Linked DNA regions of Gossypium arboreum: region 2 is linked to region 1. The links are chromatin contacts, called in public Hi-C maps. All regions are on one chromosome and are shown on one strand. Each heading gives the region's core, a stretch centred on a gene start, on an enhancer-like site or on the middle of the called end of the contact. The rest is flanking DNA. Distances are from core to core; before and after follow the strand shown.

Region 1 (3,667 bases), core at 375-2,874:
TCCGGTCTTGTCTCCCACGAACAATGAGACCCTCTCCCCGAGAGTTGGGTTTAACCACAAGATGCTTCATCTTATCATACGAGGTTAAAGAATCATAAACCTCATCAACGTGAGAGACTCATGGCTATATAAAATCGTGTCTCTAAAGGTTGAATAAGACGGGGCAACGAACAAAGTAGAATCAACCCTAGATCTTCCTTATCATGTGAACCTCCATGGCCTCCAAGTTTGAGAGAATTTCTTTAAACACTTTGTTAAGTGTTCGTGTACGACGCACCTTCCTCCAAACGATGAGCATAAAGACGCCGCTTCATATGCAACTTGCTTGTTAGAGTTTTCGACATACATATTTGTTCTAGCCTCTTCCATAATGCGTGGCAGCTTTCTCTTTCATCACATCCCGCAAAATTTCGTTGGACAAATGTAGATGTAATTGTGTTAATGCCTTTCGATCCTTACGCTTCTTCTCTTCATCTGTTAATGTCGAAGGCATCTTATCTATCCTAGCAGGGCATCCTCTAGATCCATCTGCAAGAAGCGCTTGCATCTTAATTTGCCACAACGCAAATCGGTGTTGCGATCCAACAATGAATTTCATACTTCAAAGACGCCATTACCGTGATCGAGATGAATAACCCTAAGCTCGATACCAATTTGTGAAAAATAAAATAGAATAAAATAAATAAAATAAAGAACACATAAATTTTACGTGGAAACCCTTTCGGAAAAAAACCACGAGGCAGAGGAGAAGAAAATTCACTATGTCGAAAAATTTTTACTCAAATACAAGAGGAATAGACTATGTCTATTTATAGGCTTGCAAAGCCATATTCTAGTAGGATTAAAACACCTTATCCTAATCAATATAAAATAGATGGAGTTTAATAAGGTTTAAAACCTTATTCTAAAATAAAATAAAAGAAGTCTAGTTCTATATGGATTTTACTTTTATTTTATTTTCCATCGTATTTTATTTAAATAAGAATTTGGGTCATTTAATTCTAACAAAAAGTAAATTGATTATTACATTAAAAATTTTATCTATTTCTATTGTTAAAAATCTGGTCCTTATACGTCGACATGAGGTATATGTGGCATGTCATGTATAATTGTTTAGTTATTTCGTTAATCATGCTAATTTTAACTTTAGAAAATGGATGAAAATTTTAATTGAAAAAACTAATTTGTTCTTTGGTTTAATATATATAGATTAATTTACTTTTTTTTAATAAAATGACCAAAATAAAATTTGACTATTAGTACAGAGACATTTATAATACTTTTATTAGGAATTTAATTGATACAAATGATAATTTAAACATTCAATTATAGTTTTTTAAATTTAAGAATAAAATTAAAATTCTAAATCATAATATAAAAGGTATGATGAAATAAAGGCTTTAAATATATGTTTTATGTTTTTTTTTTTTTTGGTATGGAAGGACTTAGAATTTATTTAAACACAATGATAGGGACTTCAAAATGTAACATTTCCCAATAGAAGTTATCAACTTTGCAATTAATTTGTCTTGCCCAAATTCTAGATCTACCTTTCTAATTCTCGTACCTCTCACTTGAGAGGTTAATTAAGTCATTAGGCTATATATAATATATAAAGTATATTAATCCCATTTTCCAACATTTTTATCACTAAAATAACCTCATAGTTTAACAGCCTATCATTAAAAGCAAATAAAAAAGAACATCTTATTAAAGTTGCTGGTTGCATGATCTTATTGTAACCTATCATCCAACCAAGGGCCCTCTTCTTCCCTTCCCTTTTCTTTTCTTTTCTTTTCTTTCTTTCATTCTACACTTCCATTTGGTCTGCCATTGAAATATATGGTATCAGATTTCAAGCATAATTTCCCAGTTTTTATAAACCCTAATCACCCAATTCCCATGTCAAATTTCAACCTATAATTAACCCATTTCACAGTTTCATACTTTTCTTTCCCCTTCCAAAAACCTTGAATTTATCTCAACCTTAAAAAACCCAAAAACAGGAAAAATAAAAAATAAAAAAAGGAAGAAAAAAACCTCAGAATTGGAAAGAAAAAAAAAAAAAGGGAAGGGAAAAGCATCATCTTCATTTATTTCGGGGCTCTGCAAATTCATCAACAAAAAACGTTGAAAAGATCAATACCCAGAATTTGTTTTCGACGAAAAACATTAAAAAGAACTTTTGTTTTTGTTGTAAAAATTAGAAAATTTTTTTTAAGGGAAATGCCAAGCGTAGCTGTAAAATTATATAGTGTATTCTTCAAGTTCCTCTTGAAGCAGCGTTTGCAAAGCTGGATTCAAGATCCTATTGACGAATCCTCCAATCCTTACGGTGTCACGACCCGACCCGAAGAATCCGTTTCCGCTCCCAATCCTTGTTTCACCGACGGTGTCGCCACTAAAGACATTCACATTGACCCGTTTACTGCCCTCTGTATTCGGATCTTCCTCCCCGAATCGTCTCTTTCCCCTCCCGAACAATCCCACCCCAAATCCCACCTCAGATCCTCCCTATTAGACCCCAATTCCATTAATCACCGGAGGAACAGCTATGCTCCTTCTGATACCGGGACCCCGAGAAATGATTCGAGAAGAAGCAGTCTTGATGGGTTAAATTCAAGATCCGACAATAATGTTTATCGAGGTTATTCACCACAACCTCAAAAATGTCGAAAATTGCCGATAATGTTACAGTTTCACGGCGGGGGTTGGGTTAGTGGGAGCAATGAGTCGGTCGCCAACGATTTCTTTTGTCGGAGGATAGCGAAATTGTGTGATGTTATAGTTGTGGCCGTTGGTTATAGGTTGGCGCCGGAGAATAAGTATCCGGCGGCTTTTGACGATGGATTGAAGGTCTTGAATTGGTTAGGGAAGCAAGCGAATTTAGCCGAGTGTTGTAAGTCAATGGGGAGTGGGGCTCGTGGGGTTGGAGCAGAGTTTACCAAGGCCGAAGTTCAAAGACATATTGTGGATGCATTTGGGGCTTCCATGGTTGAGCCGTGGTTGGCAGCTCATGGTGATCCATCAAGGTTCTTATTTCTTCATTTTAACCATTCAATGTTTCGATCATCTTCTTCTTCTTCTTCTTCTTCTTCTTCTTATTTTATTATTTTTTATTATCTTTTTGTATTTGTATTTGTTTTTGTAAATGAATTTATTTGATTGAAAATAAAGGGGTTAGTTAAGTTCAATTTTATCCTAGTATGAATGGGATGCTGTGATCTTCACTTTTGTTTGATGTTTTTGTTAGATTTTCAGCTATTGATGTGTTTTTGGCTGGAGATGTTATATGCATTGCTTGTAGTTTAGTTTATAGGTCGATTAGGTTCACGATATGAGGTAGAAACTGCAACTTTGATCATAAAAGTTTGACTTATAAGCTTAAATTCGTTCAGTGTCGGTAGATGCAATGTGGGTAAAATTTTAATCTGAATTGGTTGAACGTGTAGGGTTAGTTAAGTTCAATTTGATCCCACCATGAATGTTGATACTGTTAAATTTTGTTTGTTTGTTGTTTTGGGGTTAGATTTTCTGCTATTGATGTGTTTTTGGCTGGAGATATTATGTGCACTGGTTGTAGTTCGGTTTATAGATCCATTAGGTTTACCATATGGGCTAGAAACTGCAACTCAATTATGGAAATATGACTTAAAAGCTTAAACTC
Region 2 (3,600 bases), core at 136-2,635, 150 kb before region 1:
TTGGATGTCCAGCACTCACCCATTGCTTTGTTGTTCAACACGATGCTTGCATGTACTTTTGAGAGACAGATCCACGATGAAGCCTTGATTATTGCGATTATTTTGTAACCAACTGAAGTTTAAAGAAAATTTATATAATTTTTGCCCACAATGCAAGCATGTTCCTTTATCTTACTTTTAAATTAGTAAAGCTTGATTACTGTTCTTAGTTCAGCGTATTATGTTGAAGAGCCTTTTGGTACTGACAGGTACTTTGGCAAGATGGCTCGTTGAAGTTTCTCGATTTATGAAAGGTAAATCGAGATTATTTAGCTTATCCTTTAACATCATGATATGTTTTAAAAGCGAAATTCATTAGATGTTGTTGTCAATTTTTGTATGCAGAAAGTTATAGATGACGTTCATTGCTTTGCTTGCAAAGGAGTTTTGTTGACTTTGTAAGTTTTAGATTAATGTGTTGTTGTCCATTTCAGGGCCTGCAATTACTTCTTTTCAATGTACCTGTAGCGAAGGAATTAATCACTGTTATTGGCGGTGAACACCTTAATTTCTAAAAAAAAAAAACAAAGAGTACCTGCGATACATACCTTTCCAAGGGTTAAGTATACTAGATTTTCTTAAATTATAATCAAGTTTTAGTTTGGTTTTAAAATTTAAAACTTGTTTCAATTAAAATTTTGAATTAAAATAGTATTTCAACAAAGTCTTTTAGATAACTTAATCGTAACATTTAAAAAAATTATCTTTTCATACATGTTTAAAAAATCAAGTCAAAGCCAGGATTTATTTTCCTTTTATATAATATTTAGTTCCACTTATGATTTTCGAAAAACATGCTTAAAGGTATTTAAATTTATGTTTTCATAATTATGATCACAATAGTTATCAAATGAGAAAAATCTCAATTGATAACTAAACTAATAATTATACTATTGAAGGGTTTCATTGCAACTATAGTACAGGAAAAAAATGAAATTATTTGATATTTAAGACTAATTAAGTTATAATGATAAATTTAACATTTTCTTTTGTTTTTTATCTTAATTCTTTTATTATTTTAATCCTTCAACCTTTAAAATTTAATCAATTTATTTTTTGTTGGAGGGAAAATTGATGGTAACCCTTGTAATAGTCTATGTATACTTCATAAAATTCAAAAATATAACATGTAGATTGTCTACATCAATACCATTAAAAGTTTAACAATTTAACTACAATTTAAAAGTTAAAAGCCAAAGTGATTCAAAAAAGAAAAGAATCAAAATGACAAAAATATAAATTCTAGGAGCTGCATTTGTTATTATACCTTAATTTAAATAAATTATATCTTTATAAACCTTCATCTATGTGAGATGAACAGTTTGGGGTTTTTACATATAAAAGGGAAATGAAAGGTTTGAAGAAAATTTTAATGGTAATAATGTTGTAAGCTATCTAAGATTATAATTCAAGTTTGTAATGATTTTAAACAGCTCACAAAAGATAAATACAAAAAGAAAAGATACAATATAGTTTCTAAGGCACGCGCCAAAGTGCACGTGAGGTCCTTTGCCCGACCAGAACGGAAAACTGTGCTAAAGCCGGAAGAAAAGATGGAAGCTTTGGCCTTTAGATGATAACCGTGGACAACAATGGATCTGTCAAGTCTTTAAAAATTACCACTCGAGTTGAGTAGCGCGTGGGAATATTAAACTATCATTTTTATTGTATTTCTCATTTTTAACATTCTCCATCTTCATCCGGGAGAAAATCAAAAGTGAAAAAAAAGTGTGAGCTTTGAGATTGAAAATGAAATTTTGCTGAGAAGATTTAGAAAAAGATTAAATCTTTACTAAAATAAAAAAAAATAGAGATATGGGTTTAAGTTAAACAATTATTTTCCATAAAAGAAAGAAAAGAAAAAAAAGGAAAACTAAAACACCACCAACAACAGCCAAAGGTTGTTTCATGGATGATGTTTTTCTTCTTTTTCCTAAATCCCTCATTTTTTTTCTTTAAATTCTAAAATCTCTATCTCTCTGTGTGAGAAAGAAAGGAGTAGCTCAACTATCTCTTTTGTAAGTAGACAGATTTTACCCTCTTTTTTTTTTTTGTTCATATTTTTGTTTCCTCACCTTTTCTTGGTTTTGCACCAAAGCCCTTTTTCTTTCTTCATATTAGTTAGAGTTTTATTTTGGGTTATGTTCTTTTGGATAATTTTGTAGGTTGCTTTTGTTGGAAAATGCTGTTTGGGATTTTAAGATCAAACCCAGATCTTGTTACCTTTCGGTCAACCTTAATGCTTTTGTTAATCTTTGGAAGCTACGGAAAAATAGAGCCAAGGGGAACACTGGTGGAAATTCTTTGCCCCTTTTCATTCTTTAAAGTTATGTAGCCTGAAAATTAAAGCTTTTAGCTGAATTTCATGGCTTTAATGGGTGATCAAATTGGGTACTTTTGTTTATTGTTTTAGGCATACGGTTTCTTTATCTATCTATCTATCTATCTATCTATCTATCTATCTATCTATATGTTTATATCTCAAAGTGATGCATGCTTTGCCATCTATTTGCTAATTGGGGCTTTTGTTTTAGTTGATTGATGTTCTCTATCTTGGACTTGTTTTATGTGTTTTAGATTTTTTTCAACATATGAAGTTTGGTTGATGTTGTTAAGGCAAACAATGAAGCTTCTCTGTTGAGGAATTTGAGTAATAACTCATTTTATTGAGGATGGAGTCCCATATTTATGGCTGGGTTGACTCATTGTCCACTTCGAGTATGATGATACTGCATTTTCTTTGAGGGGTTTTCTTTTTCATATCGAGGTTTTAAGTTACGATGATCAAACAAATACTTAATAGGCTCCCACGGAAACCATCTAAGTCGAGTGACAATCGTGAGGGAGGAGGAACCTCTACTTCATCATCAAATGCTTCTACCAGTTCAAGAAGCAGTGATCAAGTTAGTAACCGCTATGCAAACTCTAGCAGTTCGTCCTTTTCCAGCTCTAGTTCTCCAAATTCTGGGTTGAATCAAGGTAACAAGTTTTCTCAAGTGGTGAATACGAAACTGAATGGGAATATGGTTACCACTTCTTTTGAGGCTTTACCTAGTTTTAGAGATGTACCGAATTCTGAGAAGCAGAACTTGCTTATCCGAAAACTGAACTTGTGTTGCATCGTGTTTGACTTCACTGACCCGACAAAAAACCTCAAAGAGAAGGATCTCAAGCGGCAAACCTTACTTGAGCTTGTGGATTATGTTTCATCTGCTAATGGAAAATTCTCGGAGATTGTTATGCAAGAAATCGTGAAGATGGTATCTGTAAATTTGTTTAGAGCGCTAACATCTCAGCCCCGTGAGAACAAGGTTTTAGAAGCATTTGATTTGGAAGAAGAAGAACCCTCGATGGACCCTGCGTGGCCTCATTTGCAAGTTGTTTATGAATTTCTATTGAGATTTGTGGCATCACCCGAGACAGATGCAAAATTGGCCAAGCGGTATATTGATCATTCTTTTGTTCTAAGGCTGTTAGATCTTTTCGATTCAGAGGACCCCAGAGAAAGGGAGTATCTTAAAACCGTTCTGCATCGTATCTACGGAAAATTTATGGTCCATC

Evidence for each region. A called contact is a pair of places that touch in the nucleus more often than the background predicts.
Region 2: a Hi-C map of leaf shows a contact between it and region 1, with 2.0 times the contacts expected there. The contact joins the promoter of LOC108457053 here to the promoter of LOC108454349 in region 1. A contact is called at or near these places in 2 of 5 Hi-C or Micro-C datasets (both in leaf).

What each region holds. Positions count from the first base shown.
Region 1 is chr9:15,454,038-15,457,704 of ASM2569848v2, reverse strand. It overlaps LOC108454349 (probable carboxylesterase 11), which reads left to right and starts at 1,624. Exons shown (of 2, transcript XM_017752780.2): 1 at 1,624-3,032. The coding sequence starts at 2,227.
Region 2 is chr9:15,604,277-15,607,876 of ASM2569848v2, reverse strand. LOC108457053 (serine/threonine protein phosphatase 2A 57 kDa regulatory subunit B' theta isoform) reads left to right here and starts at 1,385. Exons shown (of 3, transcript XM_017755865.2): 1 at 1,385-2,057; 2 at 2,617-3,600. The coding sequence starts at 2,820. It overlaps LOC108454281 (AUGMIN subunit 6-like), which reads left to right. Exons shown (of 13, transcript XM_017752695.2): 13 at 1-151.